Regions from separate parts of the Mus musculus genome. Here regions 1, 2, 3, 4, 5 and 6 are each linked to region 7. A link is a contact called in public Hi-C, HiChIP or PLAC-seq and promoter capture Hi-C data. All regions are on one chromosome and are shown on one strand. Each heading gives the region's core, a stretch centred on a gene start, on an enhancer-like site or on the middle of the called end of the contact. The rest is flanking DNA. Distances are from core to core; before and after follow the strand shown. Region 1 has its middle 42 kb from the start of Gadl1. Region 2 has its middle 15 kb from the start of Gm9888. Region 3 holds the start of Dync1li1 (dynein cytoplasmic 1 light intermediate chain 1). Region 4 holds the start of Cmtm6 (CKLF-like MARVEL transmembrane domain containing 6). Region 5 overlaps Gadl1 (glutamate decarboxylase-like 1). Region 6 has its middle 62 kb from the start of Gadl1. Region 7 holds the start of Stt3b (STT3, subunit of the oligosaccharyltransferase complex, homolog B (S. cerevisiae)).

What was found. Promoter capture Hi-C pulls out the DNA fragments that hold promoters and counts their contacts. Hi-C and Micro-C count contacts between places; a contact is called where the count stands out from the background. HiChIP or PLAC-seq counts read pairs in DNA pulled down with a chosen protein or histone mark.
Region 1: a Hi-C map of muscle stem cells shows a contact between it and region 7, with 2.9 times the contacts expected there. The contact joins the enhancer-like site here to the promoter of Stt3b in region 7. A contact is called at or near these places in 5 of 39 promoter capture datasets (the C10 cell line, embryonic stem cells, hippocampal neurons and 2 more), 11 of 484 Hi-C or Micro-C datasets (adipose-derived mesenchymal stem cells, cerebellar granule neurons, cerebral cortex and 4 more), 15 of 115 datasets of contacts at active chromatin or transcription factors (acute myeloid leukemia, astrocytes, cardiomyocytes and 12 more) and 1 of 9 other capture datasets (embryonic stem cells).
Region 2: a Hi-C map of the G1E-ER4 cell line shows a contact between it and region 7, with 4 times the contacts expected there. The contact joins the enhancer-like site here to the promoter of Stt3b in region 7. A contact is called at or near these places in 1 of 39 promoter capture datasets (pre-B cells), 5 of 484 Hi-C or Micro-C datasets (the G1E-ER4 cell line and peritoneal macrophages) and 9 of 115 datasets of contacts at active chromatin or transcription factors (astrocytes, bone marrow-derived dendritic cells, effector CD8 T cells and 6 more).
Region 3: a contact with region 7 is called in a promoter capture Hi-C map of pre-B cells, with 2.9 times the contacts expected there. The contact joins the promoter of Dync1li1 here to the promoter of Stt3b in region 7. A contact is called at or near these places in 2 of 39 promoter capture datasets (liver and pre-B cells), 3 of 484 Hi-C or Micro-C datasets (the G1E-ER4 cell line, embryonic stem cells and erythroblasts), 2 of 115 datasets of contacts at active chromatin or transcription factors (bone marrow-derived macrophages and large pre-B cells) and 1 of 9 other capture datasets (liver).
Region 4: a contact with region 7 is called in a promoter capture Hi-C map of erythroid cells, with 17 times the contacts expected there. The contact joins the promoter of Cmtm6 here to the promoter of Stt3b in region 7. A contact is called at or near these places in 1 of 39 promoter capture datasets (erythroid cells), 1 of 484 Hi-C or Micro-C datasets (embryonic stem cells), 6 of 115 datasets of contacts at active chromatin or transcription factors (the NIH/3T3 cell line, bone marrow-derived dendritic cells, extraembryonic endoderm stem cells and 3 more) and 2 of 9 other capture datasets (adipose tissue and liver).
Region 5: an H3K4me3 HiChIP or PLAC-seq map of forebrain shows a contact between it and region 7, with 5 times the contacts expected there. The contact joins the enhancer-like site here to the promoter of Stt3b in region 7. A contact is called at or near these places in 1 of 39 promoter capture datasets (hippocampal neurons), 2 of 484 Hi-C or Micro-C datasets (cerebral cortex and cortical neurons) and 6 of 115 datasets of contacts at active chromatin or transcription factors (SST interneurons, embryonic basal ganglia, embryonic forebrain and 3 more).
Region 6: a contact with region 7 is called in an H3K4me3 HiChIP or PLAC-seq map of embryonic limb bud, with 2.8 times the contacts expected there. The contact joins the enhancer-like site here to the promoter of Stt3b in region 7. A contact is called at or near these places in 3 of 39 promoter capture datasets (the C10 cell line, the HPC-7 cell line and hippocampal neurons), 4 of 484 Hi-C or Micro-C datasets (cerebellar granule neurons, cortical neurons, embryonic stem cells and 1 more), 10 of 115 datasets of contacts at active chromatin or transcription factors (acute myeloid leukemia, embryonic forebrain, embryonic hindbrain and 7 more) and 1 of 9 other capture datasets (embryonic stem cells).

Annotation. Positions count from the first base shown.
Region 1 is chr9:115,865,448-115,868,724 of GRCm38.p6, forward strand. No RefSeq gene overlaps it. Among named protein-coding and RNA genes, the nearest start is that of Gadl1, 42 kb to the right of the region's middle. Within about 2 kb of position 1,889, at least 15 of the 459 cell types and tissues checked have an H3K27ac peak or open chromatin away from gene starts, as enhancers often do. A contact at or near this core is called in adipose-derived mesenchymal stem cells and muscle stem cells, where this site is marked.
Region 2 is chr9:114,751,363-114,754,739 of GRCm38.p6, forward strand. No RefSeq gene overlaps it. Among named protein-coding and RNA genes, the nearest start is that of Gm9888, 15 kb to the right of the region's middle. Within about 2 kb of position 1,704, at least 226 of the 459 cell types and tissues checked have an H3K27ac peak or open chromatin away from gene starts, as enhancers often do. A contact at or near this core is called in the G1E-ER4 cell line, astrocytes, embryonic basal ganglia and 4 more, where this site is marked.
Region 3 is chr9:114,687,447-114,690,737 of GRCm38.p6, forward strand. It overlaps Dync1li1 (dynein cytoplasmic 1 light intermediate chain 1), which reads left to right and starts at 1,385. Exons shown (of 13, transcript NM_146229.2): 1 at 1,385-1,581; 2 at 1,763-1,836. The coding sequence starts at 1,436.
Region 4 is chr9:114,729,746-114,733,058 of GRCm38.p6, forward strand. Cmtm6 (CKLF-like MARVEL transmembrane domain containing 6) reads left to right here and starts at 1,458. Exons shown (of 4, transcript NM_026036.3): 1 at 1,458-1,628. The coding sequence starts at 1,491.
Region 5 is chr9:115,940,985-115,944,638 of GRCm38.p6, forward strand. Gadl1 (glutamate decarboxylase-like 1) reads left to right here. Exons shown (of 15, transcript NM_028638.1): 3 at 290-416; 4 at 3,188-3,278. Among named protein-coding and RNA genes, the nearest start is that of Gadl1, 33 kb to the left of the region's middle. Within about 2 kb of position 2,262, at least 33 of the 459 cell types and tissues checked have an H3K27ac peak or open chromatin away from gene starts, as enhancers often do. A contact at or near this core is called in SST interneurons, cerebral cortex, cortical neurons and 3 more, where this site is marked.
Region 6 is chr9:115,845,927-115,849,290 of GRCm38.p6, forward strand. No RefSeq gene overlaps it. Among named protein-coding and RNA genes, the nearest start is that of Gadl1, 62 kb to the right of the region's middle. Within about 2 kb of position 1,640, at least 29 of the 459 cell types and tissues checked have an H3K27ac peak or open chromatin away from gene starts, as enhancers often do. A contact at or near this core is called in embryonic limb bud, where this site is marked.
Region 7 is chr9:115,308,748-115,312,354 of GRCm38.p6, forward strand. It overlaps Stt3b (STT3, subunit of the oligosaccharyltransferase complex, homolog B (S. cerevisiae)), which reads right to left and starts at 1,721. Exons shown (of 16, transcript NM_024222.3): 1 at 1,005-1,721. The coding sequence starts at 1,309.

The DNA of each region.
Region 1 (3,277 bases), core at 639-3,138, 560 kb after region 7:
GAAAACTAGCATGGTCACCCCACCCTTGCCTGCCACTCAGCATCAAGATCTTCCCATCTTACCAACCTGCTTTATCTGTATGTTGAATAATATGAATTAATTTATTGTAAACATTCAGGATGCATCTCTAAAAGCATCTTCAAAAACACACTCTGATATCATGTCAGGATCAAAATCGATAATTCTTCAGTATTGTCACATAGCGATAGCTTTGGTTGTCTCAGGAACACCTTTCTTTCTCCAGTCAGTCCCTCAGGAACTGCTCAGGCAGCATTGAGCCCCTGTGTGTCCCCCGAGTCTCTGGAGAGGTTCCTCCCTCAGCCCCCCTTCTCTCTTTCCTTTTGTATAAATTTTCTTGAAGAAGCCAGGCCATGAGTCTTGTAGCATGTGCATTCTAGATTTTCCCCACACCTTGTGGGCATTGCTTAACAAGTCCTCTGTTCATGACTTGCTCTGAACTGACAGGCCTGACTGCACACTGTCTTTATGCAATAATACAACTGTTTTTACTTTTTAAAATTACTTTTTTTTTAAAGTGTGAGTATGTGTGTGTTTGTGTGTGTGTGTGTGTGTGTGTGTGTGTGTGCAGGTCCCCATGGAGACCAGGAGGGGGCAATAGATTCTCATGGAGGTAGAATCACAGATGTTTGACAGCCACAAATGTGGCTGTGGAGAATGGGACCTGGTCCTCTACAATGGCAGCAAGTGCTCTGAACTGCTAGGCCATCTCCCCAGTACCTAATAGTAGCAATACTTAAGGACAGCTTGTCCCCTTCGAAAAAATGATCTATAGGTTGTGTACAGCAAGTTCTGGGTAAAATATGAAATCCTTCAGACCTCATTTAGTGTTTTATGGAGAAAGATAAATTTCAATGAATATCTATATCTTGGGGTATTCATGACAAATAAATTATTTTTGCCATGTGATCAAAAGTGATGACTTAAAGAAAGCACAGTATATTAAAATACAAATATAATTCATGCACCTATTTTATATACATAAAACAGTATACACTGTAAAGACATAAAAAGCCTATAGTAACATATAGTATGCAATTGAAAACATACTTGTGGATACTTTTTCATTTTAATAGTATATACAAAACTGTAATAGATATTGTAATTTAATATACTTTATTTAAGTATATTTAAATAAATATACATTTGTTTTAGCATATATAGCTTTCAGTTTGTATATATGGTATGTGTGTGTGTGTGTGTGTGTGTGTGTATGTGTGTGCACATGTGTGCACATGTGTATATGTGTGCCTGTCTGTGTTCGTGTGAATGCAGGCACATGCATGCTATGATGTGTGTGTGAAGCCCAGAGGACAACTTCAGGTTAATCCTTGCCTTTTATCTTGTTTGAGATGAGGTCTCTTTGTTCTTCCCCACTGTGTATGGCAGGGTAGCTGCCCACCAGCCTCCTGGGAGTCTCTTGTCTCTGTCTCCTATCTTGCCATAGGAGTGTGACGATTACAGATTCATATCATTGCATAGGGCTTTGTGTGGGTTCTGGGGACCCAAATATAAGCACTTATGCTTGTACGGCCAGTACTTTAACCATTGAGCCATCTTCTAGCCCCAAGGATTGCATATTTTAATATGCTTTAAAGTATTATTCACACTTTTAAATATTAACAACTATGTATGTATATATTTGCATCTACACCTTACAAAGTGTTATTATTTTTTAATACTTATAAAATGCATTATGTTTCCTGGTTTTTTTTTTAAGTTTCTAGAAATCTCCTCCCTAGGAGCAAGGCCATTCATCAGCAAGAAAAAATATGGCATCATGCACATTCATGACTCAGGTCACATATTCTATCCACAAACATGACTCTCCCCTCTGTGTGCCAGGCCTTGTCAAGAAGGCTCTGCACTGAGTGTGTCTGTTCTCATGTGCACATGGCCCACACTGGAGGGAGCTGCTGAGTCCTCTCATCATCTCCCTGTGTCTGTCACCTGTGATCCCCGTGCTCCCTCTGGTATGCTCACTGCTATCAATTTAGCTGCTGCACTTATGCCTCATGCTTTGTGTCTAGACACGGCCTAGTTTTTAGAGAGTTCTGACCTTTCTCTTTAGAGGATCCAATTTTAGCTCCAAAGCCAGAGAACTTGAGCCTCTGATTACTCATCTGGCACACTGCCTGGTCTCTTGTAGTGTCAGAGAGAGAGAGAGAGAGAGAGAGAGAGAGAGAGAGAGAGAGAGAGAGAGAGAGAGAGAGATTTCAGAACTCCTTTCTATAATAGAATTGATCTAGAAATGGTATGCCAGTTAGCTATTGTGCCCCCTACTACCCACCTAAGTTAGTGGCTCTAAAAAATAATAATTTACTTAACTCATGGCTTCAGGAGTGAATAATGTAGGTGAGGCATAGCTGGATGATTCCGGTCCTGCCTGGCCTCCATCCAGCAAAGACTCAAAGGTGAGATGTGTTTTCTGATGCTGCTGGCTTGTCTTTTAATTACTTACTTCATCATGAGGACAAGTGTCTGGCTCTTATGGTCTGCTGTCCTTCAGTATGTCAGTTTGGGTTCAAATAAGGGTCCAAAGATGTGAAAAGGAGATGGCTCATGCTTGGACCCTTCACACAAACAAATAGTCTCTCCTAAAAGAGAGCTGCCACAGAGCAATAATGCAGAGAGGGTGTGTACGGCGAGGGTGGAGCCTGGTAGTCATTTTGCAAACCATGGTTTGTTTCTGGGCAGTCATGGCTGAGGACCAGGGTGGAAGCAAATTCCTCCTGCAATGTCTTGCTTATGGTCACATCAAAGGAAGTGATCTGTCACTAGCAGACGACCAATCACTGACAATGAGTCAGTCTAGAGAGTTGCCCAGTCTGAAATATTACATGTATATTTCAGACACACAAAGCAAAGATCACACAAGGCCAGAGTCAAAGCTACACATTCCCATCTATTCTCTCAAGCGACACCAGTCATGATTAGGGGATGAGATCTAGACAGACCCTCCTTTGCATGGAGAGAGGACCACCTTCACTTCATCAGATGTCAGGGCTGCGGGTTTGATGAGTCTCCAGGCAGCCCAACTCCCCTGGAATGTTATTTCCTTCTAACATTACATGCTTGTCAAAGCAGTGAGGTATTACAGAGACGGGCTGTGGAAGTGCATGTCAAGGAGCATTCTGAGAGATGGAAGTGAATGGCGCACAGACCATTTAATTTTGAAACCAGCTCTGATTTCCAAATTTAGTTGAGACCTCTTGATGGGGACCTTTCCCACCTGGTGTTTATCCTTACTTCACCTATG
Region 2 (3,377 bases), core at 454-2,953, 560 kb before region 7:
TATAGCCCTGGCTGTCCTGGAATTCACTTTGTAGACCAGGCTGGCTTCGAACTCAGAAATCTGCCTGCCTCTGCCTCCCAAGTGCTGGGATTAAAGGCGTGCGCCACCACCGCCCGGCACCCCAACTTATTTTTAATGTTCCTATATGTCTGTGTATGTGCATGTTACAGTGCCTGTTAGAAGTCAGACTTGTGGGAGGCAGGGCTCTTTGTCCACCATGAGGGAGACCCAGGATCCAACTCAGCAAATGCCTTTTTTTTGCTGAACATATTCACCAGCCCTTTAAACAAATTTTTGTGGGGGGCTGGAGAGATGGCTCAATGGTTAGGAGCATTGTCTACTCTTCCAGAGGTCCTGAGTTCAATTCCCAGCAACCACACAAGGTGGCTCACAATCATCTATAATGGGATCTGATGCCCTCTTCTGGCATGCAGGTGTACATGCAGATAGAGCACTCGTGTATAAAATAAAATGTTTATACAGTCCTCAACATTTTGTATTTGTATTTTTTGTTGTTCTTCCTCCCGCCTCTCTCAGCAGGGAACTTCTGATCTTTCTGCTTCCACCTCCCAGTGTTGGAATAACAGACATGTTATATAACCTACGTGGTGGCTCACAACTATCTGTCACTTCAGCTCTAGGGGAGTTGACACCCTAACCTGGCCTCTGTAGGTACCATGTGTGCATGTTTGCACACATGCATGCAAGCAAAACACTCAAACACATAAAATAAAAATAATAAATGTTTTAAAAATAAGGAGATGCCCAACACAGTGGTGTACACTTATAATCCCAGACTGAGAGGCTGAGACAGGAGGATCATTATGAGTTCCAGGGCAGCCTGGGGTACATAGGTACAGAGTAAGACCCTATTTTTTTTCTTTTTTGAGACAGAGTTTGACCCTATATTCCTGGCTGTCCTGGAACTCACTTTGTAGACCAAGCTGGCCTTGCACTCACAGAGATCCACCTTCCTCTGTCTCCCGACTCCCGAGTGTTGGGATTAAAGGACTGTGCCTTTATCTCCACTGAGACCCTATCTTTAAAATAAATTAAGGATGTGGGAGAGAAGGTGTGGCTTGAGGCCAGTAGGGTGACAGGCAAATAAAGCCACCAAGGCTACACGGGGATGTCCCCTGCTGACATATGAACTCATGTGCTCTAGAGTAGAACTAACATAAGAAAAGCAACTGTGTGGTGATCGGTGGTTCCGGAAGTGATGGTGGAAAGAGAAAGATGGGCGCAAGAGACGATAAGCATCATGTGATGGCTAATCTTGGTTGTCAACTCGGCCACATCTGCAATCTACGAGAACCAAAGTATCTGGGCAAGCCTGTGTCCCCTGCAAGCCACTCTAATAAATCCTGTGTGTGTGCGCGTGCTTGAGAGAGAGCTATCTCTCTCGAGAAATTAAGGGGAAAGCTAATCTGAAGGTAGGAAGGGGACGGCCAGGCGTGGGCCAGTGGTTATTGTGTGCCCTGAATGGAAGACTATGACTAATCTGTGCGTCCACAGAAGTGTGCACATCTCTGCTCTACGTCAGAACCTCAGCCTCTGCTCTGGCCGGGCAGGAGTGGCAGTGCGTTCCTCTGGTCGCCAGGGGGCGCGCGCTGCACGAGTGGGCGCAAGTCGGTGGCCTCCACCTAAGGGTGGAGTTTCTGCAACTAGGAAGTAGAGCGCGGTTGGGAGGAGAGGCTGCTGCAGGCATGCACAACTGCGGCAGGGGAGGGAGGCTTCCGCCTGGCGAGGCCGCAGAGGAAACAGCTGGCAGCCCTGCGGGCCTCAGCAGGACTTCCCCGCTTTACCGCCAGGACACGCGCGGGGTCACTTGCCAGTGGGCGAGCCGGCCGGGTGTGCCCCCAGACAGGGCTTGTTTGGTTTCAGCTTCGTTTCTAGGTTTCGTTGGCAACGTTTCCAGATTGGGAGATGCTTAGCTAGAAGGCCCAGATTTCCAATTTTCTGGGTCACTGGGGCAGCTGGCATCAGTGAGCAGCTGGCAGCCCTGGGCCAGCTGCCACCTCCGAAGCGAAGCGCCCAGAAGGCAGGATCTGCCGCAGTTTAGAGAACCCTGACTGATCCGGACAGCGATCATCCTCAGGTGGTAGCCAATCGGTTGTGTGTGTGTGTGTGTGTGTGTGTGTGTGTGTGCGCGCGCATGAGGATATTTTTTATTTTTGCAGTTTTTCTAGATACATAAGAAGACAGTAAAATCTTAGGAACCTACTGACTGTCCTCACCTTCCCAGGAGGTAGTGAGTATTTTCTGAGGGGAAGCCTCTTGGAGCTGGTCACCCAGGCCATTGTAAGGTTAGAAGCATCTTTCATACCGGTTTCTTACAAACTTTTAAAAAAATGTTCAACTATTATTAATATATATATATACACATATATATACATATGTGTATATGTATATATGTATATATATATATATATAGTCTCTCTGTGTTAGTTCTGGAACTCACTTTTTTGGGATCGTGGTGGCTTAAATTTTTGGGTTTTTTGCTTGTTTGTTTTGTTTAATCCCAGCACTTGGGAGGCAGAGGCAAGTGGATCACAGAATTTAAGGCTAGCCTGGTCTACAGAGCTAGTTTCAAAACAGCCAAGGCTACAGAGAAACCCTGTTTCAAAAAGACCAAAACCAAAACAACAAAAGATACCTTAAAATGATTTTTACATTTTTACTTTTTTATTTATTTTATTTTTTTTGAGACAAGGTCTCCCTACGTGTAGCTATGCTAGCTTCAGACTTAGCATCTTCCTGCCTCAGCCTCCAGAATGCAGGAGTTACACAACACTTACCTTTTTGTTTTTAGTAAAGGTTGGTCTATCCTGGCCTGCCCTTGGTTGAATTCCGATCCTCCTGTCTCCACTTCTGCCTTGTTATTATGAACGGACCACCACAGGCTTCTTCACTGAGGGCATGTTTTGCATGCTGGATGAGCACTCTATTAAGTGAATTAAATTTATTTTTTAATAGCAAAAAAAAAAAAATCTTTTCAGGCTGGAGAGATGGTGTAGCAGTTAAGAGCACTGACTGCTCTTCCAGAGGTCTTGAGTTCAATTCCCAGCAACCACAAAGTAGCTCACAACCATCTGCAATATAGATCTGATGCCCTCTTCTGGTGTGTCTGAAGACAGCTACAGCATACTCATATACATAAAATAAATAAATAAATCTTTAAAAAAAAGGGAAAAATCTCTTCAATTCAGTTCATTCTTGAAAGTCTATTCTATAGAACAGGGAATCGGCAAATATCCACAACTAATAACACAAATGACATTTACTTATTGTAAGGCTGGTTGATAAACACAGAGGGGTCTGTGGTTTATACTTATAATCCCAGCATCTGGAACAGGGAGGCAGGAAGATCAGGGGTT
Region 3 (3,291 bases), core at 135-2,634, 620 kb before region 7:
AGATTCAATTCCCAGCACCCACATGCTAGCTCTCAACCCAATCCACGTTCCAGGGAATTGATGCTCCCTTCGGGCCTCTACTGGCACCAGGGCATAGACATTCATGTGGTGCACAGACATACATCCAGGCAAAATACCTGTATACATAAAGTAATAAATATATCTTTGACAGAAGATTTAAAAATAAAAACAGTAATTACCACGCGCTGAACACTTATGATTTTCTGGGCACAGTTATAAATCTTTTATGTGAATCATCCCATTTAATCTTCCCTTTATCCCACATTACTAGGGTCTGAACTCGAGATTAGCGAGTGGACAAACCCTAGTAAATGCAGTGCCTGTAGCAAATGCAGCGCGGGGTTGTGGATTTTCTCGCTTGCATAGTAGCATCATCACTCGGGTCACGTGAACGAGCTCTCTTCAAAGTAAGGGGAAAAAATGTTCAAAAGTCAGACTATCTTCAGCAATTGTTCTTATGGGGCGCACGACAGCCTTAAAGCCATCGACTCTTTCTGGAAACAGGCCTTAGATTTTCCATTATATTTAGCTAATCAAGTTCTAGTAGAGAATTATCTGGGGTCTGGCTTAGGTTCTCCGTGCTTGTGTATTAACCATGGTAACGGAGAGCCGACTCCTGTAGGGAGTCTTTTCAGATCTCACAGGAATCTGAAACATCAGACATCAGACCAGAGGTGGGCATAGTGATGTGCACCGGTTCACCTGCCTCAGCACTTAGGACCCACAGGCAAGCAGATCGGTAAAGACTCTAGCCTGGGCTACGTGAGATTCCCATCAGAAAACAAACCAAAACACAAATCCATCAAGACCATTAATTTTCCAAGTGTTGCCAACATTTATGTCTCGCAGTCGCAAAGAGTCTGGAAGAACCGGCTCCAGATGTGGGTCCACCTTGAGGTACTCATCGTCCTTTTAGAATTTAAGGAGGAAAGAGCAGAAATCCAGGACCGGGGTAGTTAAGGCTGTTGAACCCCACTTGGCCCAACTGAAGGGTGGGCAGCGCTGGATATCCACGCCGGTCCCAGGTTACCGCCCCACTGAAAGGTGGGAAGCTGCTTCGCTTACTGACATGCCCGGCACGCCCGGCGGGCAACCGGGATGACGGGTGGTGCACTTTGGGCGGCGTTTCAGCTTGGAGACACAGGGAAAACCAGCATTACCACAGTCCAAGCAGAGAATCAGGCCGCGCATGCGCGACCCGGTCTGCTGCCGCGCATGTGCAGCAGCGCCCTGCTCCTTGGACAACCCCTCCCCAGACCCCGCCCTCAGGCTTGGTCCCCGCCCCCGCAGGCGCGGTCGGCTCCCGAGCCCGGAGCGTCCATATCCGGGTTCCGTCCGCCGCTGCTGCCGCCGCCGCCGCAGTCGCCGCTTCGTTCTTCCAGCCCTGTCAGGAGTGGTGTGATTCCCGACCAAGATGGCGGCCGTGGGGCGAGTCGGCTCGTTCGGTTCATCTCCACCCGGGCTAGCCTCGACCTACGCCAGCGGACCCCTAGCCAACGAGCTAGCGTCGGGCAGCGGCGGCCCCGCGGCGGGCGACGATGAGGACGGGCAGAACCTTTGGTAAGGACCGCACCCCTCTCCGGTCCCCCGCGGGTTATCTCCTCGCCAGGGCGGACGCCTCTGGGATCCCCGAGCCCCGCGGGAGCTGGGAGACGGGCGGGGCCTCCCGGGAGCTGGGCCCGGCGGTTCTCGTCCTCGGTCGGGCCCGGCCTTACTTAGCCTGCGCCTTGCTCCCTGTTAGGTCCTGCATCCTCAGCGAGGTCTCCACGCGCTCGCGCTCCAAGCTCCCGACCGGGAAGAACGTGCTGCTGCTGGGTAAGTGATATCCGATGTGGCCCGGGTGCACGGTCACATCCGTTCGCCCACTGCCTTTGTGCGGACACTCGGGCCCGGCTGCGCCCCGCCTCCCGGCTTGCTGCTGACAGCTGGGGGGACAAGGGGTCCCTGGTCCTTCCGGCCTGGACCCTCCGGTCTTTTCTCCTCCCTGGGATGTGGGGTGGCTCTGTCATCTCCTCTGGGAGAGACAGAATGAACATAACACCCGAGGCACTCCCAGTGGTCTGGGATTCTACCTAGAAAGACGGGGACAGTTTTTGACAGAGATTGGTAGCATGAGGGCTCTTGGTGAGAGCCCCAGCGCAAATGCATGCCATCAATATTTAATAGCAGACTCTTTTGTGTAATTGACAGGAGCCAGAGACTGGGTCGTGAGGAGTGTTATTTGAATCAGCGTTCTCCCGTTCTCCCAGTGCTGGGTGCTCGGGTTGCAGTTGCCTTTTTAACTGTCACCTAATAACTCTGAAATTTGTAAAGGGCAGTAGAACAGCGTTCTCATTTAGTGCCCTCAGCGGAATGGCTGGAATAAGGGAGACATGTCTCCCCTTTCTCTTAGGTTTTTTTTTTTTTTTTTTTTTAAATCTACTGGCTGCAAAGTGAGGATAAAGGACCCAGGGACAATAAACAATCCCACTTAACAGTTTTGCAGGTCTTTCCAGCTCTGGGAGGAATTCCAACCCCCACCTTTTCTTTTTACATGCAGGATATTGGAGTGTATAATAGGGTGACAGTAATATTTTACAACTTGGAAGTGGGTGTTTCGAGACTTCAGACTCTTTGATTTTAGCCAAAAGGCTGAGAAACTGTGCTTGAAGAGTTTTAGTTACCTGAGATTCTCCACGGGTGACAATGAATGAGTCGGTAGGAAGAAATGACTCATTCTCTATGACCCCACCACCACCAGTTACATGCACACACACACACACACACACACAAAACACAACACAACACATGCCTGTGCTTTGGGAAGCTGTGGTCAAGCTCGTTGAAAGCTTAGCATTGTGTCTTTTCCTGTGATTGAAAGCACCACGTGCAGATAGCCAGGACTGAGTACAAACATGTACAAACCACGCGGATCTGACGCAAGTCTGCTACTGTCCACAAACCTCGGTCCATTCATCTCTCAAAGGAGAGTTATGGAGAAACAGTCCCTACCTCCTGGAACTGTGGGAGAGCCAAATGGCTCACTGTAAAGCCAGGCCGCAGAGAATCCTGTGAGGGACCGGAGTGAATGAGAAAGCATTCCTGGGATGTCTTTAGCAAGTGAATTACCCCCTCCCCCCCCAGTTGAGTTGTGGCTCTGCCTGCTGCTCCCATTGCCCTGTGCCCAGTAAGCCTGTCTTCTTCCTTAAAAACAGAAAGGATTACTGCCCAAATACGCGGTATTGATGGGGCAGAAATAAAACAGGGCCCCAAAGCAACAAAACAAAAACC
Region 4 (3,313 bases), core at 208-2,707, 580 kb before region 7:
GGTTGGCACGGGGCAGTAAACTTAATATCCAGATCTGGTTTTCAGTTGTACTGTAAACATCCAATGATACTGAAAAACAAGAACAGGGAAGACAGCTTAGCTGGTAAAGTGCTGGCTGCCATTGGTGATGTGAGTTCGATTCCTAGAACCCATATAAAAAGACCAATGTAGCCTGTGCTTGTAACGGCGGAGCTGGCAAGGCGGGACGCTGATCTCTGGGTCTTCTTAGCCTTTTAGCCTCACCTATCTAGTAAGCTAGGTTCAGTGAGACACACTGCCCTAAAACAGGGTAGATGGTGCCTGAGGAACATACTCAAGGTTGACTTCTGACCTCCACACTTGCACCCGCGCGAGCCTGCACCTTCATACGCGGGTGCACCCCTCCCGCCCATGAGAAGATGACTATCTGAAAGATGGAAGATAGTGAGACGTGAGAAATAAGTCAAATCTCTGTGGGAGGAGCATGGAGGGGTGCAGCTCAACGGGGGGGGGGGCGGGGGGGCGGGGCGGGGGGAGACGGGGACGGGCGCGGGGGAGGAGGGCGGTTAGCATACAGAAGGACCTCAATGTGATCTCTGGCAGTTTTAAAAAAACAAAACAGGCTGAGGGGAGGAGGAGCACGTGCCTGTAATCTCAGCACTTCAGAGACAGAGGCAGGAGGATTGTCACTAGTTGCAGACTAGTGCTGGCTATGTACATAGTTCTAGGCTAGTCTGGGCACGTGAAACCTTGGTTTTATTTCTTTTATTTTTAAATCAGACCGAAACGAAACTAAAAGACACAGATCAAGTCAGGGCGGAGAGGTGGCTCAGTAGGTAAAGGCGCCAGTTACTAAGCCTGAAAATGAATTCAATTCTCAGGAAGAAATGACTCAGAATAGTTTTCTGACCTCAGCACAACGCTCCTTCTTAGATAGGTGGATGGACGGATGGATAGATAGATCGATAGATAGATAGATTAAAAATATAGATAAAATAGATAGATTAATCAAAGTGTAATTTAAAAAATCCAAAAAACAAAAAAGCTGAAGTCCATCGAAAGCATGAAACTGTCAAGAGTTAGCCGGGCAGTGGTGGCGCAACGCCTTTAATCCCAGCACTTGGGAGGCAGAGGCAGGCAGATTTCTGAGTTCGAGGCCAGCCTGGTCTACAGAGTGAGTTCCAGGATAGCCAGGGCTACACGGAGAAACCCTGTCTCGAAAAACCAAAAATAAATAAATAAATAAAATAAAAACCCAAAAAAAGAAAGAAACTGTCGAGAGTTAACCAGAGAGCAGGAAAGGCAGAGGGGTGTGGCGAACAAGAGGCGCGGCAAACCATGGGGGCGTGGCAAAGGGAGAGAAATTCTATGGGCTGGAGCTCAGCAAGCGAGGGGGCGTGACGAGGCGTGAGGAGGGCGGAGTTGACCGGAAGCGTGGGCGGAGTCCCAGGAAGTGACGCCCCCTACCGCTCGGCCGAGAGTTTAGCTGGGTGAGCGAGTGTTTGCGGGCGATGGAGAACGGAGCGGTCTACAGTCCCACCACCGAGGCGGCCCCGGGCACTGGCAGGGGTGCGCGCAGCGGCCTGGCCGCCTACTTCGTCCTGGGCAGGCTCCCTTGGCATCGGCGCATCCTCAAAGGCTTGCAGCTGGTGAGCCTACGGCGGCGGCCGGGACCTGTGGGCTGAGGGCTGGGGTGGATGCCTCGAGGCTGCCGCTCGCTCGGCCTCCTCGTTCGGGAAGCAGCCGTTTCCACACCCCAGTTCCTTCCCTTCCTACCCGGGAAGGAGGCGTTGCCGTCCACCGCCTACCCGTGGCCCGGCCTCAGCCTCTTAAACCCTTTTTCCCTTCTCTCAGCTAGAATTCTTTCATTATCGCCCAGAATGCTTGTGTTTCAGACAACGTAGTGCTTTCTGTTTATCTTTTCTGGCTTTTGCGGTTTTCCGGGTGCTGGCCCATTAGGGCAATATAACATGTCGGATAGTTTGTGTATGTGTTTAACTTGCACAGTGAGTTTGATCAAGGCAGAGAGAGTCGAAAGGGCATCTTTCTGCTTCATGTGTGCGGGTGAGAGAACCTGAACCTGCTTCTCTTTATTTCCGCCTAGGCGTGAAACTGTAGTCATCTTTGCTATTTAAATTATGATACTCCTGCTGTGTCTCAGCTGCCAATGGGTATTAAGGTTTTTCAAGAAGACACTTTTCGGAAAACCAAATTGTTTAGAATGTTTATGGGTTTTGTTTAGTTTTGTGAGCCATTTATGCTAAAAGTGGCCCACTGCCTTTCTTGGGAAGATTTAAAATTCTCAAAACGCCGATAATCAGAACTTACATTCTTGGAACTCAGTTGACCTACTTTCCTGAAGTAGAAAGCCAGCAGTTAGAAAACTGGCGCTGCTTTTAGGTGCCAGCTTGGGGATGAGAGGAAATCATTCAGAGACAAGTGATAAGTAGATCTGGTCTTGTGTAACCCCCTACATCCTCCTAAGATGTCTGCAGTGGACACCTTTAGGTTCCGCAGGCACCTGGGTTCCCCGTCTTTGCGCATTTGCAGAACCTGTTCCTTTAACCCAGATGGGTGTGGTTTTGCCCCCACCCTTCCACCTCCTTCTTTTCCTTCTCCCTCTCTCCCCTTGTTCCTCTCTTCCTCCCCCTCTCCTTTCCATTCCTTCTCTTCCACTCTTTTTTCACAGGGTCTCAAGTCTCATGTAGTCCAGTTAACTTTAGACTCACTAATGTAGAGGATGACCTTTGAACTCCTGATACTGCTGTCTCCACAGTGCTGGGATTACAGGTGTGCTCCACCGTGCGGTCTATGTGGTGCGGAGAATTGAACCCAGGGCCTTGTGCATGCGAGGCAAGTGCTCTGCCTACTGTGCTATAGCAACAGCTCCAGATTGTGTCTCTTTTGCGCTTCTCTTTTGCCCTTCTCTGCAGTAAACACATGTGTCTAATGGAACCTTTTGAACAGAGAAATTTCTGTTTGCTCCAAGGAAGTCATCTCTATTGGTCTTCTGCATGGGTGTGCAGAACAAAATCTCTTATTTTTAGTTGCTTTTATTTCTTTTTCTAATAAGAAATGCTAAAGCCGGAGTAAAAAATTCTCATTATTATAGTTCAGCAGGCCTTAGCTCTGTGTCTTCAGAATAGGACACAACCCGAAGTTTTGCTGGTGTTTTGCAGTTGAACCATAGAGATGAGTTTGCCTTGAAAAGGTCGTTAGCTGCTCTGTGTGTATTTGCCATCATGGGAATAGAGCAAAGCACTCTGTGAAATCCGTTTGTTATGGGGAACTTGTAATGCTAAAGCATGCTTTCTTTAAATACTTTACTCCCTAT
Region 5 (3,654 bases), core at 1,012-3,511, 630 kb after region 7:
AGTATTCTGTGAGTCATAATCCATCTCAGCCTGCCTCACTCTGTCCTGACATTTGTCACCAGTCTCATGTTGGTTCTCCTAGGAGGTCTGAATGAACCACTCTGGTCCCTGCTGGATCCACACTCCTCCCACAGCTCCGTTAGAGATGGGCTGCAGCCCCGAGAATTAAATTCACGTGTCCTCTGCTCTTTCAGAATTACCCGGGGACAGAGTTCTGGCTTCTCCAGTTCCCCCCATCCTGGGCTCCCCTGGGAACATGGTTAACTGTGAGCTATCACTCAATTTCCAGGTATGTGAGTGGCAGCCCCCTGAGCAGCTGAGGCAGCTCCTTGACCTGGAGATGAGGGACACAGGCGAGTCACAGGACAAGCTGCTGAAACTCTGCCAAGACGTCATCCACTTCAGCGTCAAAACCAGTAAGGCCTTGTCATGTCCCTGACCTAGCCTGCCGTTCACCTCTTAGTAAACACGAGGGTTCCAGTGTGTAAAGCACAGGACACACGGGTCAAACAAACTGTGGCTCTGATGCAGAATTCTGCATGGGTCCCTTTCATCCCTAACGCAGGTTTGTTTTCAAGGCCAAACAATTGTCAAGGAATCAGATAATGCGTGAGCCCTGGGATCCCTGTCTTTTCCTTCCCGATCTTCGTCCTCCATTCGTAGCCAAGATTTCCACTGTAGTTCCTCTGTATTAGTTAGTAAACTGTCATGTTATTTTGATTATGTGACTGTTATGGGACTTAAAAATGTGTCCGTGGCCCAGAGTATGCCAAAAGGATGAGGGAGCGGGGAAGGAGGAGAAGGAGGAGGAGGGGGGAGTAGGAGGAAGAGGAGGATGAGGAGGGAGGAGGAAGCAGATGGGGGAGGAGGAGGAAGAGGAGAAGGAGAAAGAAGAAGTGAAGAAAGGAAGGAAGGAAGAAAAAGTTCAGGAATAGATTTATTTAGAGGATACTGGTTTACTCTTGGCAATTTCAAATTACCAACTCACTTAGTCAAATGTGTCAGAATCAAAATAAAAAATTAGAATCTTTAGGTAGATATAAGAGAAATAGAAGGCCTGCAGATATAGCTCAGTTGGTTGAGTGGTTGCCTAATATGCACAAAGCCTTGGGTTCTATTCCTGTCACTAAATAAACCAGGCATGGTGGCTCGTACCTATAATCCCAGCACTCAGGAGATGGAGGCAGGAAGATCAGGAGTTCAAGGTCACCCTCTGCTACATAGTGAGTTCAAGGCCATCTGGATATTTGAGACTCATGAAAAACAAACAAAAACCCAAACCAGTAAATGTTAGGTCTTGATGCGATTTTCACACGAATGCCATCACTATTGTGGCTTTCAGTAAACAGTAAACAGTGGTGCTGTACCACCTGCTTGATTGCTACCATAGGACAAATACCCACGGAAGATGTTTCAAAGCGGGAGGTGGGGCTGGTTTTCTGAAATATGCACACTTTCCAGTCCTGAGAAGGTAATCCAGTGTCTTAATCTACACAGGCATTATGTTCTGTGAATTCTGACACTGAACTAAATTTAGTGGAAAGAACACCATAAAATCCCGACTAAAAATAATTGGATTAAGTTCCCTTGGGAAAGCCTGGCGCATATATCTAAAACCCAGTCAGAATCTCCTAAGCAGAGGCACCTCCTTCATTATTACAGTGCCTGTCAGAAGTCGGGAGTGACATTTAATGCAGTAGATTGTTTTCAGTTTACTGAGTATTTTCCATAATGTTACCATGGAAATCAATCATAAATTAACACAGAACTTTAAAAAAGCCTATTAAAATTACTTGTAGAGATGTCTGGTTGTCTCTGCCAGATCAGAGGGAGTTTTCTGTGCTTTAATTGAAAAGGCATTTGCTTCGATTTGGGTTTTCTTTATTGAACCCATGGTTGAAAGAGGCGGTGGGGGGTGGGAAACCCACATTAAATTCTATAACCAAACCCATTTCCCCCACACATCCCAAATTAGAAAGGCCCCCTGCCTTTGTGCTTCTTATCATGCTGTGTTTCTTATGTCTGAGAATGTCAAGCGGGTGAGCCTGGGTTTGGTGTGAAGATTCACACTCGGAAAGCCGGGGACTTTTATGAGACCTTTTAAGTAAGGAGAGAGATGGGAGTGAGGGCAGTGAGTTGGGGGAGGGGGGAAGGGGCTCTTACTCTGTGACAAACAAGATTTTAAAGATGGAGTTTGAAGTAGGTTGAATCCGGAAGTGTCTGAACTGAGTGCTGAGTCACAGCTGCTACCCCATCTGCTTCTTGCCAGTCAGGCTGCTCGGCAGGAGGAACGGGAAGGCTACTCCCTGACTGTCACTATAGGTGAACACTTGAAATCCGTGACACTAGGGGAAGGGTGTTAGGGACCATTTCTCAGGGGCTCAGGAGGCTGTGGATAGCAGGAGAGACCGGAAGGTGAAGCAAAGCTCTCAGTCTCTCCAGTTTTACTGAGAAACGTTGATGTGGAGAAAGAGTTATGCCTAAGCACTTCATGGGGTGGGAGGAGGAGACCACAGGGCCTTATGGATCCTCTGATGACTTGCTGGCCACACAACCATGAGAACTGGAGTTCTGCCTTCCTGGATCCCATCTTAAAGGCCAGGTGAGGCTTCATGCACCTAAAAACTCAGCTATGGGGAGACAGTCACCTCACAGGACCCCACTGGTCAGCCAGTATAGGTGAATGGGCAAGCTCAGGGTGGAATGACACACTCCCTTTTCAACTAAGGTGGAAAGAAACTGAGAGAGACATCTGCCACCAACCTCTGGCCTGTAGGGGCACACACATGTATACACACACATGTGCATACATAGACCTGTGCACACACACACATAAATACATATATCAACATGTACACAAATCCGCACATAGAAAAGGAACTTTAACAGTTTTTCTTGTATATATGCTAAGTACTTTAAAAATTGACATGTATTTACATATAATAAGGTACACAAATAGGACTCGCTCAGCTCCTGGCACAGAGTAGGCTCAGACCATTTCTAGAACTGAGAGGCCCTTTGTGGCCCTGTTCAGTTGAGAAGCCCTTCCTTGGTGTAGCAAATCCTTACCTCTATTCTGTAAATGTCTATGCTGATTTATGTGGAATCACACTGGGCTGACCTACGCGTGAACGACCCATTGGGGCCCAGTCACTGTGAAAGTGAAGGCTTTGTTTTCCTATTACAGACCATCCAAGATTTTTCAACCAGCTCTATGCTGGCCTTGATTACTACTCCTTGGCGGCCCGGATTATAACAGAGGCGCTGAATCCAAGCATGTAAGTACCATGTGACCGGAGGTTAGAGACGTGAGTTTCACTGTAATGACTTGTTTTTGCAAAGTCAAACCAGGAGAAGTGTCAGAGCCCTAGGACTCCAAGCCATGTTTGAGGAGGTGTTTCTGCCAGGTGAAGCTGTGGGAGAATGCCAGGTACACCTATCAACCAAACAGAGAGACCTGGTTAAGCAACTCTCCACTAACTCCTGCAAAAAAAAAAGAGACACAGGGCTGTGCTATACATTAGCAGCTGAACAGAAACAAGTCTTGGGCTGAGGAGATGGGTCAGTTGGGAAAGTACTTACCTCACGAGTATGAAGAACAAAGTACAGCCCTCAGAACCCAAGTGTAAAGCGGACACATTGTAATCTCAGTTC
Region 6 (3,364 bases), core at 390-2,889, 540 kb after region 7:
TGCACCTTGTTTGTATATTAAACCACAGATTCTCACCGTGTTCTTTAAAAAATCAGTCTAGCACATGCGTTTCTTTCAAAGCCGGGCGGCTGGCTCAGTCTTTGGGAATTTTTCCACTTCTGAAAAACACATGGGTATAAAGATAAATGCTTCTTTCTTTTTTATTATAGGATAGAAAACGCCCCACTCTGGATGTGATAACACCTGGCTGTTGACACTTAGCCCCAGTGTGGACAGGCAGAGGGCGGTAGGGACTGTGACACATGGTGAGCTCTTACATTGGAAAAATTAGAGACAGGAGCCTGTCCTTCCTGTAGCCAGCTGCTAGTTGGCATTTGGCAAGACTTGAGTTTGGACCTCTGAGGATATGGGTTTGGTATGGCTGTGTCACCCAATGATTTCTTGAAGAAGAGCAGTGTATCCTGATATTTCAAATGGCTACTAGGCTAGGGAGATAGCTTAGTTGGTGAAGTACCTACTGTTGTGTTTTATAAAAAACAAAAAGAAGCCAGGGATATGTTTGGTGGAGGCACAATATGGTGTGGGGGAAGGGAGTGCCTCAGTGGGCCCATGCTGAGATATCCCTTTCCTCTGAGGTAGAATAGAGTTAATTTAGGACATGGGGAGGAGAGTTGAGGGGGTAGTAGAGACCAGGGAAATAGAGAGAGGGAGAAAGAGAGAGAGAGAGAGAGAGAGAGAGAGAGAGAGAGAGAGAGAGAGAGAGGCAGAGAGAGAGAGTAGAGGAGTAGAGGCTGGCCATGAGCACCTGGAGAGAGAGAGGGGGGAGGGGAATGGGGAGAGAATGGAGAATGGAAAGAGGGAGGAAAAGGTAAGAACGAGAATGAGGAGGGAGCAAGCAGCTCCTTTTCAGGAGCCAGGCACACCTGGCTGTTGTCAGGTAACTGTGGGGCAGAGCCTAGAAGAAATGCCAACACCTACCTCTCAGACATGAAGACCTGAGTTCGAGTCCCTAGATCCCAGCTTATTAGTGATGACGCACTGGGAAGGACCTAGGCAGATTCCTGTCAGACAGCCTAGATTACCTGGCAAACTTCAGGTCAGTGAGAAACTGTCTCACAGCAGCAGCAACAACAACAAGAAAAGAGAGATGTATGTACCTGAATCCTGACAGTCAAGGTCATCCCCTGGCCTCTACAGGCATAGGCACACAGATGCACATGCACCTATACACATACATGTGCCTGTGTACACATGAACACATATGTACACATAAACACACAATTAGTGACCAAACTTAAGTGTTAACATTAATGGGCTCAACAGGGTCATGGTTCAGGTTACTTATGATTTACTTACATCTGATATTCACAAAGTTTGAAGTCATTTGGCCATATAACAGATTGTGTGTGTGTGTGTGTGTGTGTGTGTGTGAGTGTGTGTGTGTACACCTGAGGGTGCCAGAAGAGGGTGCTGGGCCCCTGGAGCTAGTATTGTAGTCAGTAGTGAGCCACCATGTGGGTACTGGGAACCATGTTCTGACCTAAGCCCATTCTCTTAACCATTTGACCTTAAAGGTCCCTTAGCGTTCCTAAAAAATGACACTCCTCGGGCAGGTATCACTTACCCTGGGCACTTAAATCCTTCACCCACCCTCCCTCATTCACGCTGAGGGTCAGAACTCAGCTCCTTAAGCCTGGCAGCAGAAACTACGCCCGCTGAGACATCTCCTCATTCCCTGTATTTCTTTATGTTTAAAACCAATTTCCTTAATAGACATTACTTTATGAAGTTCGTTGACGGTGAACAGATTTATCTGAGTCTGTATGAAGTTACTGGCTGAGGACATTTTACTTTTGTGTATGGAGAATGAGGTGGGGAGAGATTAGCATGTCAGCCTGAGGCCTGGCCTACATTAGGGGACTGAAGAGGGGGCAGCTGATTAGGATCAGCATCTTCCAATCAAATCTCATATGTAAATAAGTAACTACATTTGATTGGCTGCTGGTGACGCTCAGGGGAGGAGATTCACATTTTGTTTTTCCTGCGTCCCCTTCCCCAAACAAGGTTAATACAAACTGAGAGACTCAGCGGTACCTTTAAACAATCCGTCACAGCGGAGAGACTTCCTGGCTTTTTGGTTAAAGAGCTTTTGAATGTATGTATGAGCAATATAGGAGCTGGCTCTTTACTTCAGCAAATATGAAGATGTATTATCCCTCGAGGTTTGTTATTAACCTACGTTTCACCTCCGTTAATATTTACTCCATGGGTCAATAAATCTTGATATCTACTCCAACAGAAGCCAATATCGTCAGATTATGAGTTATTAATCTTGACCAAGCTGAAAAGTGTCTGAATATTTTTCTTTCACTAGAAGAAAAGGAAAGAAAAAAAATTCAGGTTTCTTCGTTTCCTCCTCCTCCTCCTCCTCCTCCTCCTCCTCCTCCTCCTCCTCCTCCTCCTCCTCCTCCTCCCCCTCCTTCTCCTCCTCCTCCTCCTCCTCCCCCTCCCCCTCCCCCTCCCCCTCCTCCTCCTCCCCCTCCTTCTCCCTCTCCTCTTCTTCTCTTCCTTTGCCTCTTCTTCCTCCTCCTTCCCCTCCTCCTCCTTCTTCCATCTCCCTAAAACGGGAAGGTTTTTTTCACTTGGAATACCAGCTTCCTCATGAGACTGGTCTGAGCCCTCACGTAAGATCTGGAAACTCAGTCCCATTGACAGAGCCTCCTGGGGTGGAGGCAGAGGACTGCATCTTGGCATCTTGCTTTAAGAGCCCTGTGAATTAGAAAGACCTAAAAGGACAATTGCTGCTACATATATTTCTATTGTTTGGTGACTTTGCATGACTTGACTTAAAAGCTAACAAGGGCTGGGGAGATGACTGTCTATACAACGTTTGCTTGTGCGGTGGGTACCCGAGTTTGATTGCGAGAACCCATATGAAAACTAGACCGGAGGGCACACACTTGTAGTTCTGGTGCTGGGGAGACAAAGACAGATTCCTGGGACTCACTGGGCACCCAAACTAACCTAATTGGCAAGCTTCAGGCCAGTGGGAAACCCTGAAAAAAGAGATCAAGGTGGATAAAGAAGAATTAACCGTTGGCTTATACACATGCACGCGTGCACACTCCCGCATGCACATACACATACACTTATGCATGCACACGCACATGCATGCGCACAAATATACAAACTTTTATGATGATGATGACAACGATGATGTTATGATGATGTTGATATGATGATGATGGAGTTGGTGATGATGATGATGGTGGTGGTGATGATGATGAGGAGGAGGAGGATAAAATGAACTTCTAAGGACCCGAGTAACTGCATCTGCCCTGGCCCAGAATGAAAACAGGAGTAAAGAGACAGAAAATCAAGGCTCAGACCAAACAATGGAAAA
Region 7 (3,607 bases), core at 471-2,970:
TCAAATGGTAAGACAAATACCCTACCGTTTAATTATGTCTAATTACAAGTAAGATTAGTTCAAGGTTGATAGGGCAGCCTGAAGAATAAACTAGTTTAAAGAGGCGCGCTGGCGCTCGCTCTCAATCTCTCTCTGGGGGAAAAAAAAAACAAAAAACAAAAAACAAAAAACAAAAAACTTAACTCAGGTTGGGCCAGGAGGAAGAAAGTGAAAAGCAATCTTCCCGTGTAGGTAACTCAGTGTTCGAAGTTAAGTCCCTAAAACCAGTGAGTGCCATGCAGAGCGTGCAACTTCGGCACCACAATCTAGACTCTCAGCACTGTGGTACGGCTTGCTCTCTTCTCCACAGACCTTCCAGCAGACACCAATAAAAGAACTCATGCAACCCAGTCGGATATTGTAGCAACAACGAGGGTGAGAGTTCAGCTAACAGAAAAACGATCTCGCTCTAAAAAGCAACGCAATACAACTGTGCAAATAGTGTGGCGAGCTGAGAGCACTTAAGGGCCTTAGGGGGGAAAGAGACACTCCGGAAAATACCTGGTGCTGGAAAAACACGAGGCGCTACCACTGCGCTCGCTTTCGGGATAATATTTTCCCCCCCTACATTCTAACACTCCACTCTCCCGGAAAGAAAGCATGAAACTGCGAGGCTGAGCGGACAAGGGGTTCCAGTCACCACCAGCAGCCAGAAGGCAATCCCGGGGCTGCTCCGATGGCAGGAAGGAGAGAAATGAAATAAAATGCAACAAGGCGCAAAGCTGCGGCGGAGAGGGCGTGGGGAAGGGGGCCCCCGGAGCAAGCCGGGGCGCGGCGGCGAAGAGGCGCCGCGCGGAGCCGGCCCACCCCGGCGGCCGAGGACCCAGGCTCCGCTCCCAGGCAAACTTCGCCAAGCGGGCAGGGGGCGCGCCCGGCCCGGCCCGCGGGAGACCGGGTGGGATCCGAGGGGCTCCAGACAAACGGGGACCGCGGGCTGCCTGCGGGGGAAGGGCGGGCACACTCACCACGGGTCGAACTCGTGGATGATGCTCTCGAAGCGGATGACGGCGAAGAGGCGCGAGCTGAAGCCGGCCAGCCAGGCCAGGAAGAGGATGGTGAAGGAGAGCAACGACTGCCACCCGGCCGGCTGCGACAAGCCCCCGGACAGCCCCGCGGGGGGCCCCGGCTTCGGCGCCGCCGCCCTGGACGCGCTCTGGGTTCCGGGCCCATGGTGCCCGTGGCGGCTGTTCCCCAGAGCCATGAGGCCGCTCCACGGGGACGAGTTGAGGGACGACTTGTGCTTGCTCTCCGGGGCCGAGGGCTCCGCCATGTTGTGCCCCGGCGGCGGGTCTCGCTCGTCCTCCGCGGCCACCGCCGCCGCCTGGAGCGAGGGGTGCTGGGCGGAGACCCAGAGGAGGAGGAGGAGGGCGACGGCGACGACAACGAGGAGGAGGAGGAGGCGGAGGCGGAGGAAGAGCTGGGCGCGCTCCCGCCCTCAGCACCGCGAGGCCGGGACACTGGGGGTGGTGGAGGCGGCAGCGATCCGAAGTCTCCGCCTCAACAGTGGCCGCGACCGTCGCGGTCTCAACCCAAAAGGCCCCTGCGCCCCACTAGCCATCCGTGTCCCCCGTGCGGCTGAGGAGGCGGCGGTGGCGGCGAGAGCCGACGGGACGAGGGCGCCAGAGGAGCGGCGGCTCGGAGCGGCAATGACATTCCCCCGCCCGCCCAGCCGCGAGGAGCACAAAAGGGGAGGAGCCCCCTGGAGTCCGGGCGGAGCTCAGGCAACCTTTGACTCCGCCCCCTCGCCCAACAGGAACTGGCCCCTCCGCCTGTCACAGAGCGACAGGTCCGTTAAGGGGCGGGGCCGGAATGGCGGCGTGCGCCAATAGGAGCGCGAGCGGGGCCTTGGGCGGGGCTTCGGCTGAATGGCCCTCCACCCCCTCCGCCTCGCGGCCTCCCGCCTATTCGCCGCCGGCCGTGGCTACGATTTCATTGTCAGTTGAAAGACGCGGTTTCGCGCGCGAGCCCGTTCGGGGCCCTGGGGAAGGGCACCAGGAGGTTCGGCTCGCTTCCCCGCGCGGATTCCGACTCGAGCAGCAGAAGGTCCCACGTCCCAGTCGACCGAAGGAACAGAGAGCACGGCTTGGCCGGGTGCTCGGCGGCCGTGACTTTTAACCCGCTCAGCGCGGGGCGCCCGCCACGTGACGGGGCGCGCAGGCGCGGTGCGGGGCCCTAGGCGCGTGGGTCCAGCCGCTGTGCTGAACGTGCCAGAGTGAGTGGCTGGGTCGCTACATTCTCTGTCCCCGCCCTGCTGCTCTGAAAACTTGGAGTGGGCAGATGTCGTCCGAGCTGCAGTAAGATGTAGCCAGGCGGACACACACATAAATGTCACATTCTTTTTGCTGTGTTCTCCAGGACTTTTTTTTTTTTTTTTTTTTTTTGCAGCTCAATCTTTTGACTGCAAGAATTCATTATTTACACCTGCCTACGTTCCGTCACCAAATTAACTTTTCCTGGACTGTATTAGCTATTGCCCAATTTTCACTCTAGCCAACTGAAACGTAGGAACTTTTCCTTGTCTGGGGCAGTTTGCTTGTACCTTCTCCTTCCTCCACAACTAGCTCCGCCCATCCCCAAAAGGACAAAAGTCAGAACTAAAGATCCGGAGGGTCATTGCAGTGTTAGAAGCCCTCTTGGCAGGTACAGAGGTTAATGTAGAAACAAGGGCCGGCTAATATTTCACTGGTTTCTCGTGTACATTCACAACTGTCCATCTTGTTAGGGAACACCAGAATCTTTAAAATGTGTGTAAAGATTAAGTCCTGTAAATTTGCAAAATAAAATTATGTTCCGTTGCTCATTGTCAAAGGTTAGGTAAATGAACAAATGTACCTAACTAATAGGCTCAGCCACTCCCAACCTGGTGATTAACTTTGCCGGTTTCCTTATAAAAATAAATAGACTCTCATCAGGGAAAATGAACAGCTTCCATAAATAGACCTCCTCACCACCATTTTAATATCCAACATTTATTAAACATGTAAATTTTAATGAGATTCATAGTGGAATATTAACCAATCCCTTAGAACAAAGAGGTGACATGGCCTTTCTCAGAAAAGTGCACATTAAAATGGCAGCGTTTATTTTTGCCCATGTTTCATGAGCCAATGTTCTATTAATCTAAAATAACAGAATTTATCTGACGACTCTCATTTTAGACATTTTGGGTGTCTCTGGTGTTGCAGATGTTCCCTGATGAGTTTCTCTGTCTTCTTCCTCTTGGCTGTTTAATCGCGGGAGGCCCCATGTGAAGGGGAGTAGAAACAATTAACAATAAATTATAAAACACAAGTCACCTGTGTGGGACCATCCCTTCATCTTTGTGTGTGAGAGTGGGCATACATGTACTAAGGCATAGCATGTGGAGGTCAAATTACATGCTCAGATGTTGGTCCTTTTGACACACCAGGTTAGCCTCCTGTCTCAACCTGTGGGTCTTGATCCTTGTGTCAAACTTCTATCTCCAAAAGTATTTCCATGGTGACTCATGACAGTAGCAAAATGGCACTTATGATGTAGCAACAGAAATAATTTTTATAATCGGGGGTCACCACAACACAAGGAGTTG